Regions from separate parts of the Mus musculus genome. Here region 2 is linked to region 1. Evidence: chromatin contacts called from public Hi-C data. All regions are on one chromosome and are shown on one strand. Each heading gives the region's core, a stretch centred on a gene start, on an enhancer-like site or on the middle of the called end of the contact. The rest is flanking DNA. Distances are from core to core; before and after follow the strand shown. Region 1 has its middle 55 kb from the start of Gm41097. Region 2 overlaps Gm41097 (a long non-coding RNA gene).

Region 1 (6,614 bases), core at 1,927-4,426:
TTTGGTTGTTTGTTTTCTGTTTTTTTTTTAATTGGACAGAAAAGATGAGATGTAGAGATGGTTATGATGCTAAGGTCCTGTTGCCCCAATTGGTTCTTTATCCATCAATAAATATGCTAGCGGCCAATGAGCTGGGTGGAATAAGCAAGAATTCTGGGTCCCCTCAGGCAGGCTAGCAGATTTCAAGAGAGGGAGGGAGGGAGGGAGAGAGAGAGAGAGAGAGAGAGAGAGAGAGAGAGAGAGAGAGAGAGAGAGAAGGTGTTTTCATCATGCTTCAGAGGGAGAAAAGCCAATCAGCCATGTGAGATCTTGGATGGAGCAGCCATAGACCAGTTCTCCAGGTGGAAAGTTGGGGTGATGACCTGGGAGTGAAGGTGGCTGAACAACTGAAGCTAGAGCAGGTTAAGAGGTGATGAGCTAAAAGTATTGGGAAGGACATGCTAGCCATGGTAGACTGGAGGCACCCAGCAGTTGAGCCAAGAAGGCAAGTTGAAATTGGGCAATGTGTGTGTTTTTCATCCATAGATTCAATATTCTCTGCAAAGGAGCCTGGTAGTGTGGCCTGTTCCCAGACCATAGGCAGGGTAGCAAAAGCTATATGCTACAGGCATGTGGTACAACCTTGGGAACATGCAATAGGGTGCATTCTGAGCTAACTGAGCAGAAAGCGGACTTGCCTGCCACATTATCTCTTTGCTCCAGGACACAGTCTGGATATTGCCACTCTCCAGAATGATGTTAGATATTGAGAATTACTCCCTATCATGAAGACAAATCCAAAACATGAGAGTGGCCCACCAACAGAATTGATCCTCAGCACTAAGTTTCCTTATCCAGACAGAAGGATGGAAGGACTGGCCTACTTTAGTCAGGTTTTGCAACTTTTAGGAAGTGTATGTAGTGCAGACCACTGGTGAGGATTGAGGGCAATGGAGATGAGGACAAGGGCCTCAGTTTCAGAGGCAGCAGGATTTCTGACAAAGCTACCAATTGTTTGTTCAGCAATATCAGACTTCATGAGATAGAAATGTCCATGAGGTTTCAAAATAAGCCCACATGACAGATGATTCATTGTATATAGAAAGAGAGACTTTCAACATCCAAAGATTCAGAGCAGGGTGCTTAACTCAGTTGGCAGAATGGCAGAGGCCCCAGATTCCATGTCCAGTAGCAAATAAACCAGGAATACGGTGCATGTCTGTTATCCTGCTATTCGGAAGGGGGAGGCAGGCAGACCAGGAGTTCCAGGTCATTCTCTGACATAATGAGGTCAGGGTAGCCTGGCTTACAGGAGACCAGGTCTTAAATTTTAAACAACAAACACAAACAAGCAAACAAACAAACAAAAAACCCAGAAATAACAACTACAACAAGCAACGGAAACCCACTCATTTAAATGAAGTTTAACACCATTTGCAAAGTTGTACTGATCTCCTCCAAACAGAAGCCCAAAGTCCTGTCTGCAAACAGAAATGAAGCTGCATAGGTGGGAGTAAGGACCTGAAGAAGCTCCTTGCTGAAGTAGAAGCTGAAGCTTCAGAGGTCTCTGCCTGACTGGAGAGAGAAACACGGTTTCCTTTGCTTCTGAGACAGAGCAGAGACATGCTCAAAAAAAAAAAAAAAAAAAAAAAAAAAAGACAGGAGGTCACTCTACTGAGACAATCATCTTGCATGCCCATTTGTACCACCAAATAGTCGATGTCTCTAATACTGTGGAAATATGAGGTGATCTTGGGATATTAAGTCTGTTAGTAGCATCAATCTGGAGACTAACCAACTGGGACTGTTCAGTGGCAGCGTGGGCATAAGCTCAGAGGCAAAACCCATTTAAAGGCAGAGAGACAGAGAACAGACCACCCAGAAAATGCCCTACCAGGCGAAAATCTCAGGCTAAAGAAGATGCCACCATGAAACCAAGAAATACACAGAGGCAAATTCAGTCAGGCAACCATGACAGGAAAGACAGGAGGCCACTAATAGGAAAGTGGCAGATATGAGTGCTGGAATTAGCAAGTGACATTACTAAGCCTCACTGGGCCTCATTTCTCTTACCAGTGACATGACTGTTAGGCAGTTCCTACCCACCAACACTGCTGTGGATTTTAAGTAACCAAATCTGGTTTTCCATTTGTGTGTGTGTGTGTGTGTGTGTGTGTGTGTGTGTGTGTGTGTGTGTGTGGTGGGGGTTGGCCTGAGGACTGAGGTAGATACTCTCTACCATACCTTGAGGCAGCATCTCTCAGTCAGACCCAGAGCTTTCCTATATGGTTGGTCTCCTTAGCCAGCTTGTGCTGGGAAACCCTGCCTTCCAGGCAGATTGCCATACTCAACTGGCATCTGCATAGGTTCTGGGGATCTGAACCTGCATCTTCACACTTGCAGAGCAAGGGCTTTGACTACAGAGCCATCCCCATGGCGCCCTGTTGTGGGATTTTAAAGCTTCTTTCATCATAGCACCCAATGCAGAGTAAGTGCTGCCAGCGTTGTAGCTGCCATTGTTGGTAATTTAGTGTACAATCTGTCTTGTGTTAAGTTTAGCTAACCAGGGCATGGGAAAATAGCAGAATTAACAGTTAAATGGGATGGCAACCATGCTTTTACTTAAGATAACGACCTTTTCATTAAACTAACTCTTAGTAGCTCTTGCCCTGACACACTAAGCATGTGCGTGCTGATTTAGCCTCAGGGTTTGGCTATACAATCAGTGTGTATTCTGGCATCTAGTTTGTGTTGTGGGGCTAAAGCATGATAGTGCCTGTAAAACTCTATTGTTTCTCATTATCAATATCATTAAAACACTAGTAATACAATACAACAGTAGAGAGTCGAATAATTCAATTTAAAGTCTGCCAGTCAAACACAGAGGGAGGACTCAGCTGAAGCCCTTTTCCAAAAGGAAGTTAAAATCAATTTTGATCTTTTTCTTTTTTGGGGGGAGGGCTGAGATAATAAGATAAAAGTTTTGTAAATCACAACACATATTTCATCTAGTGTCTACAAAAGCAAAGGTTTTAAAGATCTTTCAACTTGTCGTCTCTAAGATATTTTGACCTCTACTTTTTATATTACCAGCAAAATAGGCAATTTGTCTTTCAGATTTAAAGCAAGACACTGTCTGGAACGCAGGGGAAACTGCACCATCTGCTGGCCGGAGTGGAGAACTGCTGGGAAGAGGACACTTTCTGCTGAGGAGGTAGAGTTTCTAGCTATGGGCTTGCAAATGGAAAACCCAGACACAGTTGGAGTCTCTGAAAGGTCACAGCTTGAATCACACTGCCATGCTGCTTCTCCTGTGACAACTGGCTCTTGCTTGTCTCTAGGAACACCATCAGCCTTTTCAACTCAAGAAGCAGGAAGTCATCCAGTGAGAGCCAGCTGGGTGTTCTGATAACTGGTTTCCTTGCTTTGTCCTTTGGCCTGGCTGGGAGTGCATCAGAGCCTGTGTTCCAAGGCCTGTGCAGTTTCAGACCAGCACAGGGCTCCAGAGTTCCTCTGCCTCTCCCTTCTTTTCCGTAGGGTTTCAGGCCTGTGGGATTGCAGCCTATAGAGGAAGCCAAGGAATCATGCCATTGGAGCTGAGTGAACAAGACACCTGCTGCCTGTTCTGTTTTGGGGTTCCACCTCTCCAAGGCACAGAGCAACTCAGGTGGCCTCATTTTAAACAATTTTCAAACTCAGAAGGCTTTACATACAGTAGAAAGTTCTGGACACAGGGCAAGCTGTGCCTTTGAGACTGCTTCTGAGCCCTATGTAGATTCTGGATATACTGGCTAGTTTTATGTGTCAACTTGCCCCAAGCAAGAGTCCTGAGAGAGGATGGAGCCTCAGTTGAGAAAATGTCATCATGAGATCCAGCTGTAAGGCGTTTTCTCAATTATTTATCAGTGGGGGAGGGGCCAGCTCATGGTAGACGGTGCCATCCCTGCAGTGATGCTTCTGCGTTTTGTAAGAAAGGGGGCTGGATAAGTCATGGGAAGCAATCCAGTAAGCAGCATCTCCCCATGGCCTTTGCATCAGCTCCTGTCTTAGGTTCCTGTCCTGATTGGGTTCCTGCATTGACGTCCCTCAGTGATGAACAGCAACATGGACGTGTAAGCCAATCTTCCTCAACTTGCTCTTTCGTTATGATGTTTCATCGTAGCAATAAAATCCCTACGACTCTGGCCAATGTGCTAACTACTGTCACATGTGCGTTTGTATATTAATAATTCATGTAATTCTCTAAACAACCTCATGAGGATGATTCCAGTGAAATTGTCATTTTAAAGACAAGGAAACTGAGGCAGGCCATGTTCTTTTCAACGATTCAAAGAGAAAGACCACCGACTCAAATCATCATGGCCAGATTATTTAAAACAAACAATTAAAGCAAGCTTTTATTATTATAATTATGATTCTTATTTATGTACATAAGCTGGGCTGTCTCCCTCTTAAGGCAGGGCTCAAGAGATCAACACTGTATGTGAGGAAGGTAAGATGTTTTTAGCTCTGAGGGGTAGGGGATTTCCAAATAGGGGATTTGGCAGGCAAAATTGGCAGGGTTACAGAAGCAGAATAGAAGCATAACAAGTTGGCCATAACATACTCCTAAAACAAAAGCATGATTTCAAGTTGGTCATAATAAGGGGGTCATAACAAGGTAGGCGTCACAGCAGATGGTCATAATAACCTTCTGAAACAGAGGCACGGTTGCTGTTTCCTGGAACAGATAGTCCAGAACCATTTTTAGTTAAGGTTATAGGTGGGGCATAGCCCAATCCTCGAGAAATAGCATTTTATTGGCATTTCATTTAACGGCTTCAGGGATCTCAAAAGCAAGTATATCGAGCTTCTGGGGCTAAAGCAAGCTTGCCGGGAGCCCTGACGTGGCATGCAGGAAGAGAGCCTAAAGGAGCTCCTCCAACTGCACCATTAGGCAGTGGCAGACTCAGAAGGCTAAAGGTGCCCTTCAAGGATAGTCAGTTGGTGGAGTGCCTGCCTACTGTGTTGAAGCGCTAGGTTTAATCCACAGCATTGCATAAACCTAGCTATGGAGGCTCATGTCTTTGATCCCAGCAAATAACAGTAGAGGCAGGATCACCCTCAGCTAAGTTCCAAGCTAGCCCGCACCACACAAACCATCTCTCAAAAACAAATATGTTCTAATATTTTTTTTTAATAAAGTAGGGGGAAAACAAAGGCCTCCTATTGGCTGAAGTCACCCTGAAGCTTTTCTTGAGTTTTGCAGATAGCAAGTCTGAAATGAGTCCCCGACTTACAGGATACTAAGTCAACTGGCAGACTGTGCTTCTCAGACTCGTCTGACTAGGCATTACAACTGTAGAACAAAAAGAGAAACACAAGCTGAAGTGCAATTTCAAATGACGGCCTTTCTGGGATTATGGGTGGCCAGGAGCTGAGCTCTGGGTCTCCCAGTGGCTGCAGTTCCCAGCTGCTTCTCAGAGTTGCTGTGGGCTGTGGCGACAGTGCACATTTCTGCCTCTGCTGACACAAGACACTTTAGACTAGCTTTGCTTCAGACATTTCTCCCCCATCTACTGGGTATTAACACAGAATTGACTATTAACTCATCACTAGAAGCAAAGAAACACCCTGCCTGTTTGGAGGAGTCACCCTCCAGAGGTGAACATATGTTGAAACTGTATTCTGCCATAAGATATATGTCAGAGTATTCTTATCTTCACCCCTCCCAAAATAAAGCAACTAAGTTACCCTTTACTTTTCATTCTAACATTCAGGCTACCTTAACATGTTTCTTAGCCTACCAATTTAAAAATGCATATTTATTTTACTTTAATAATCATGTGTATTCATGTGTGTTGAGTCAGGGGTGGGAGTGGGTGGGTGATTATGTGTCTTCATGAAGCGTCTCCAGAAGCCAGAGGTAGCAGATCCCTCGGAGCGGGAGTTACGCATGGTTGTGAGCCACCTTCCATGGGTGCTGAGAACTGACCTGGAGTCCTCAGAAGGGCAGCACAGTCTTCTCTGGGACATTGTCTAAAACATTACTGGTCTCTACTGCGTATATCATCAAAATCCATAAAACTCAAAGGATTCCTCTGACAGCCAAGCATTGATGAGTTGCTCAAGCCTCACAATCATTTTGACTCAATTATTTGTGTAGTAATTCATCCATAGCACTACCATGGACCTACTAGTGACCTCCCAATGCCAGGCAACTTATAAGAGTTGCTACTTTAGACAAGATCCTGCTTCTCAGGAGTTGACAATGGAAAAGATTGAGAGTCACAAATCTTATCTATAAAGATCCCATCTGCTACCTTAAACTTCCACCATCTGTATTAGTCAGTACATTTAAAATTCCCTACCTACCTACTAAGAAAGGCAATTCCATATCTTAGCCACTGTGAGAAGAACTACATTAAACATGAGAGTGCTGGTTTGTTGTTTTTTTCTTTTTTTTTTTTTTCTATGTAGGTTTCATTTCCTTTATCTATTAATAGCAGGTTCAGAAGGAATGTGGCCCTGCTGACACACTGATTTTCAGACTTGAGATCTTGAGAATGGTGAGATGGTAAATTGATCTATTTTGAAACTGGTGAAGTGCAGAGATTTGCTTGCTATGGTAGGGACAACAGACCGAGATGGCTGGG
Region 2 (6,614 bases), core at 2,972-5,471, 95 kb before region 1:
ATAGATGTCACTGGGCCAGTTCTGAGCTTGACCTCCTAGGATTCTGAAGTTACTTTAAAAGAAAAATATCCTGGAAAACTTAATAGTTGCTGGTTCAAGGAGAAGAGATGGGTAGAACAGCCTAGGGGGCCATGCCAGCGGAGTGGGGCTAAGTTAGGCAACCTCAAGCTGACCTACAGATGTGTGATCCAGTCTAACCAATAGCAGCTGTGCTCAGCTTTCAACGGACTCTCCATTAACCAGCAGACTGCAAGAACAGGGATGATTGGCTAATGTTTACAATGCCAAGTGTATGGACAGTTTGCTCCACATTAATAATTCATTAACTAGCAGTCATCTAATTAGTGAGGATGGCCTTGGCCTAAATACTATTGCTTAATAAAATGTTTATTCAGATCCAGTTTTCACAAGTGCTAAGCAAAGTTCTTGGGGATATACTAAATTCAGGTGTAGAATTCACACCTAGACCCTGGGTGTGAAAGACTTGAGTCCACAAAGGGAAGATGGCAGCAAACGGAGGCTGATGATCATGAAATGTCTTCTCAGAGTAACTGGCTGCAGTTACATGGACAATGACAGTGTCTTCCAAAGGTGACATTTTATTTCAGTCCAGACTTGCTGGGCAAGAAGTCAGCTTTAAGTTCCTAGAGCAGAGTGTTCCAGGTTGAGGAAACAGCTAGATCAGAGGCCTAACCTGAAAAGGGACCTGTACACTTATGTAAGAGGGGGCTGGTATGGTGGGAATGTGTGGGAACACAGCGAGTCCTTCTCTTTCTTCTGCTCTTTTTAGACTGTTGGAGTCTCACTATAGCTGGGAAAATGTACCAATCCATTTGTTCTCCTGTGCTCTTTTCAATGGTATTCAGCAATGACCTGGTTTTCTTTAAAAAACTTCGCTTGGACTTCAAACAAAAATGGAAACATACCCTCACACTGCCCTTTAAAACAACAATTGTCCCTTAACCTCACTGAACCCAGTGAATGTAAAACAATGAACCATGAATGAATAGCCTAGAGGGAGAAGTGACAAGATTTCACATTCTGTACCCAGAGACAAGACATCTGTCTACACTGTGGTCTGTGCTCTCTAATAGACTTTTCTGTGTGTGGGCTTGGAGATTGACTCACTATGTAGATAAGCTCAGCTCAGGCTTACTCTATAATTTAGGTCTTGCAGATTCTATGACCTTGAGTGGATTTTCTGAACCCTGTATGCTTTGGATTTATTTGTGAACTGATGACTACAACAACGAGTTATGGTTGATATGAGGGTTAACTAAGATAATAATGCTCAATGTCTTGTTTAAAGCACAGAGATATTTGATTGTGAGGAACCCTCGTTATTAAAGATGGCATGAATCTCTTTCTGGCCTGGGTCACTGGGTGTTTCTTTATCTATACTGACCAGGAAAACAAGAGAATATCCCAGTGCTTGCATGTAGCATTTTAAAGTAAGCATGGAATGTACTATTATTATCCAGCAACTGTGCCACTTTAAGACTCTTAATTAATGAAGCCTCCAACATTTTCTAGGGACAAATTATCACCCTCTCTCTGCTCTGATTTTCTGCAGCCATACATGGAAGTACAACCAAGACTTTCCTTCCCTAAATATTCCCATACAGAAATACTGATTACAACCGATTATATACCAGCCATGAGTCTAAAATATGGAAAGTGCAGCATTTATCTTGGAACTATGTTTCTATTTTGTTTACATGATAGTCTGACATCTGAGACCAAAATAAATGTTTTAGAAATCTCCTCCATATCTAATAATCCACTAAACAATCCTTCTCGAAGCTAGTGTCTTTCTTTCAGCATCAAACTTTGAATATCTGGATTATAATTAGCACTGTACCCATATGCCTCCCCTTTTAAGAGAGGGCCTGATCAAGTTTAGTAGCCAGGATACAATGCTACTCATATACAGTCCTGCTGCTGGAAGACGGCAGAAACAGGGCTGTGACATTCTCTCCTGCTGCTGGAGGCACCACAGAGGACAAAAATGCATCTCTGGTTATTTAGATTTGTAAAAAAATCACAAGAGCCACATGCATTTCCTTTACTAGATAGCACTGAATAGGTAATAAAATGTTGCTGGGCAACTCAAAATGCATGATGCAAATGTCACAGTTCCATTCCAACTGATGCTATCTACATAGAAAATGTTCTCCTAGGGCTGATTTGAAAAGCAAGGTGGCATAGCTAACTACCTGGCTAACTGTACATCTTAGCACTTCTACACTAAGGAGAAAACTGGACCAAACATTTAGATCCATCAATAAGGAAATGGAAAAAGCAATGATGACTTAAATTATGTTGGGATTTTGCAACAGAATTCCTATGTAATCTTACTTCAATTTCCCAAGTAACTGGGATTAGATATATGCACCAGGGTGCTCAGTAAGACATGGGAGTCCTGTACTGAATTTTGCTTGACTGCTTAGTATCTGAAAGTACACGTCTTGACTCCTGGATTTCTACAAATAAGGTTTCTCTGGAGCATGTTTTGGGAGGGGATTGACAAATGTTTTAACTCTGAACTGTTCCCTTCTGGCTCCTACTTTTAATGTTTGCCCCTAGCATGTGGCATTGTTTTCAGGGGTGGAGGAGCCTATAGAAGTTGGAATCCAGCTTGAGGAAATGACAGGTCAGAAGAATGAGCCTCTCAAGGTTCTGAGCCAACCTGGTTCTCAGCTCACTGTCTGTTCCCCAAGCTCTATTAATGATGTAGGTAGCTTCAACCCCACACCACCTCCATAAGCTGAGCTGTTATTTGCTAAGTGCTCTCCACTATGATCCACTGGAATCTTCTCAAACCATGAACCCAAAGTAAAATCCCCTCCCCTGAAGGTTTTTTTCCATCTCAGCAATGCAGAAGTAATGATTTCCAGGCGTTCCTACTGTGCCCTGCTCAGTGGGTCCCTGACAGGCATCTGCTGAGGGGTTGGGTAAATGAGAAAAGATCCTTAGGTGAGAAGGTGAGTGGATGAAATAATGAATTATCAGATGAGATCAGTAGGACAGTCTTTTGGAAGAAGACTGCCTGGACTTAGAAGAGAAAGAAATAGTCAGCTCATAAATGACAGATAGACAGGCGGCTCCTATCCCTGTACCCTAAACCACTCGCACAAAGAGTGAACGAAGGAGTCATGTTCAAACATCAGTATGTTGGCACTTTGCCTCATTTTTGAGTAGCTCAAGAGCTGAAAACTCTCATGGTGAAGAAATGCATCCTCCATCAAAACTTGTTTAAGCCAAAGCTGCCCATCCCTTCCACATTAGATACAACTCAGCAATCAAAACCCAGGAATTGCATCTGATCCATGAGATCACACATATACCTTGGCCCACTTTCCTCCAGTGGCTCTCAGGACATCCTGTGATTTCATAATGCATTCCCTGTGAAAAACCTCACCAGCTGGTGCACTTGGCCATATTGGTCATACTGGGTGCTGTTCCCAGAAAGCCACTTCAACTCAAAGTTGGGTGTTACTATTTCTGCTGATTATTCATCTTAGAATGGTCTTCATGTTTCTTTCATTCCTAGTGAAACACTGTTGAGTCTTTGAGATTTGAAATCTCTAGCTCCATATCTCAATGCCTCTTAGGAATCTTTCTATCCTCACCTTCCCACATTGACTTCATTTCTAGCTCTGTGTAAAAATTATAATGGGAGTGATCTGAACAATTATGAGCGGGATGGGAACAGTAATGGGAGTCATAAAAGGAGAAGGATGAGAAGATGACAGATTTATTGAACATTAACTATTACCAGGCACTGGACTAATTCCTTCCCATTTACTATTTTATTGAACCTTGCAAGGGCAGTTATCATCATTACTTTATAGATAAGCCTGGGGCTTTGAAGGGCACTTACATTACCCAGGATCACCCAGCTAACAAGTGTTAGAGATGAGTTTTGAAATCCAGTTCTAACACCATCTAGTTAAGATGAAAAGCCACCACACCCACCTGCCACATCACATCAAGGGAGATTTATAGGTGTTTCTACATTCCCTGCCTCCTCCCTCAGGCTCAGGAAGCAGCCCTAGAGATCGAAATCTTCACTATTAGATTTAGTGCTTGTTTTGTTAACTGCATAAAAGAAGTCAGTGTTGTTTTTAGAGTTATAATAGGCATGGAATGATCTGAACTGGGCCCTTGTGAAGAACACTGGGTGTGGCTAGTGGAAACAAGCTGGTCTCTGATCTAATGGCAGTGGGTATCAGGGGAAATTATTTTACTGTAAAATTTGGTTGGTTCCGGGGTGAAAGGTCCTTCCACTCTGGACCTTTCAGCTTCTTGGCTGTACTTACAGATGAATAATGGGTTTTAGCTGGATGTTTATGTAGCAGAGTTTACTCTAGCTGAGAGTGTCTGGGTCCTTTCTGCAGCAAGACCCTGAACTGACTGAAACTGACACCAGTCAGATTTGATCCCGGTGGCTCTCTCATCTCCTCATAACACCCTGAAAATCTTTATTTACTCAAAATGAGCCGTGGCTTTTAACTGTTATTGGAAAATATTCTATTATCTACTGTCAATGGACAGTCACCGTCAGGGATAGCTCAGCCCCCACTTTCACTCCAGCCTGCTTTCCAGACCTGTTCTCATCAAATCTGCACAAGACTCCATCTTTCTATGGCACTCAGCAGCCTAGTGTGCTCCTTCAGATGCCCCTTCCTCCAGAAAGTCATGAAATAAACTCTTGTTGGCCACAAGGGAAGGAAGTTTCATGTATATGTAGGTCCTCACTTGCTAAACATCATTCTGATTCTTATTGACTATACTTTTCTCAAGTGAATACATCATATTCACTCTTGGAAGAAACAATGTTTCAAATTAACTATTTTATTTAATATTCAGACATTCATATGATGCTTAGATCCAATCCACCCCCTATTTCTTCTCCTTAAACTCCTGCCCTATCTGTCACCCCTGCAGTCCCCTCCCAACTTCATGAACATTTCCTTCCTTCCCAGCTGTGTAAAGTGATGACACAACTTCTCCATGGTGTGATTAGGGGAAGTTGGGAATAGGTTTATTGTAGACATGAGAGAGAAAAGAGTCAGCAGCCTCTGAAAGAGTCAAGAGCAGAGAAAGAAGTAGACTGGATACAGCAAGCAGACTGAATCTGGTCGTGAGAGAAACAGGGACAGAGCAGAGATACAGAAAGGGTCTTAGAGAGCAGAGAGAGAGAGCAGGGGAACAGAGATAGATGAAGGGAGACAGAGAGACAGGGAGAGTGAGCAGAGTCAAAATAGAAGGGTTATAAGGAGACAGAGTAGCTGGGGGTGCTTGTGATACTGAGGGAGCCCAGAGGCCAGTATTTGCCTTGGTACTCTAATAGGTACCAGTTACCCATTTGTCATGTCTGACTTTTGAAATCTGGGGAAATAGAACTTCCTTAGGTCCTTTGGACCTAATACCAACTTAGCCCACAACTGCCACCCTTGTGTGTGTGTGTGTCTGTCTGTCTCTGTCATCCTCTCTCGCTCTCTCTCTCTCTCTCTCCCTCTCCCTCCCCCTCTCCCTCTCCCTCTCCCTCTCTCTCTCTCTCTCTCTCTCTCTCTCTCTCTCTCTCTCTCTCTCCCTTCCTCCCTCCCTCCCCCCCCTTTCTCTTGAATTTGATGCCCATTGAATCCATTTAACACTGCTTGTATGTTCATGGGTATAGGACCACTTTCTAAAGTGTGACAGTATCTCTATGCCTGTATCCTCTAGGAAAACTGACTCCCTCTCTCTTAGCAGCCATCAGTTGCCATTAGCTCCTCAGATAGGAGTGGTGCTTATTGAGCACCTGCTCTGTCCATGCTGGAATTTGACCTGGTTTTATTCCATGCAAATGTTGTATATGTGATTCCCCTATTGAGAATCCATTTGTGAAACTCCACTGCTATGTCCAGAAAATATAATTTTGCTATAGAAATCCATTTCCTTTGACTTCTACAGTCTGTCTGCCCCCTCTTCAGTGATGATCCCTGAGGCTCAGGGAATGGTGGTGGAGCAAAATCAATCAAGCCGGGTTAAAAATGTCAAATCTTGAAGGAGAGAAGCTCATGGCTCTATTAAAGCAGATAGTTCCTTTTACTTTTAATAGCAAGTCTTTTGCCCAAACTAATACCTGTTTATGTGTTCACCACAAGACTACAGCTATGACTGAGACAGAGTTCAATTCCACTCCTGCTTTGGATGACAAAAATATTGCAGGTGCTAGTAAAGTGGTGTTGATAGTGCGTTTGGAAGTATTTTGGGACAAGAGCCTTCTCTGCTATGGATGGACGGAAAGACATGACTTACAGAGAAGTATCCTCAGCATCGAGACAGACACTTGGATCATTTCCTTAGATACCTGGGCTATCTGGTGCCTGGATAACATGCTGTAGACAGGAGAAATATGGCAGCAGCTATTGTCCTACTCTTAGCCTCAAGGAGCTTATGATGTAATGCTCAGAAACAAACAAACGAACAATAAATGGATCTACCCAATAGAAGTATCTGAAAGCTGTGGCCTTTCTAGTTATAATAATACTTGCACATTTAACTGTCACTATCATGGCTTTGTGATCTGATCATGCCTTCCTGTCCATCAAAGAGTATGTTTTTTA

What was found. A called contact is a pair of places that touch in the nucleus more often than the background predicts.
Region 2: a contact with region 1 is called in a Hi-C map of the N1E-115 cell line, with 4 times the contacts expected there. The contact joins two enhancer-like sites. A contact is called at or near these places in 5 of 484 Hi-C or Micro-C datasets (the 3T3-L1 cell line, the C2C12 cell line, the N1E-115 cell line and 2 more).

Annotation. Positions count from the first base shown.
Region 1 is chr14:9,390,188-9,396,801 of GRCm38.p6, reverse strand. No RefSeq gene overlaps it. Among named protein-coding and RNA genes, the nearest start is that of Gm41097, 55 kb to the left of the region's middle. Within about 2 kb of position 3,176, at least 25 of the 459 cell types and tissues checked have an H3K27ac peak or open chromatin away from gene starts, as enhancers often do. A contact at or near this core is called in the N1E-115 cell line, where this site is marked.
Region 2 is chr14:9,486,083-9,492,696 of GRCm38.p6, reverse strand. The region is part of intron 1 of Gm41097 (a long non-coding RNA gene); the gene reads right to left. Among named protein-coding and RNA genes, the nearest start is that of Gm41096, 40 kb to the left of the region's middle. Within about 2 kb of position 4,221, at least 6 of the 459 cell types and tissues checked have an H3K27ac peak or open chromatin away from gene starts, as enhancers often do. A contact at or near this core is called in the N1E-115 cell line, where this site is marked.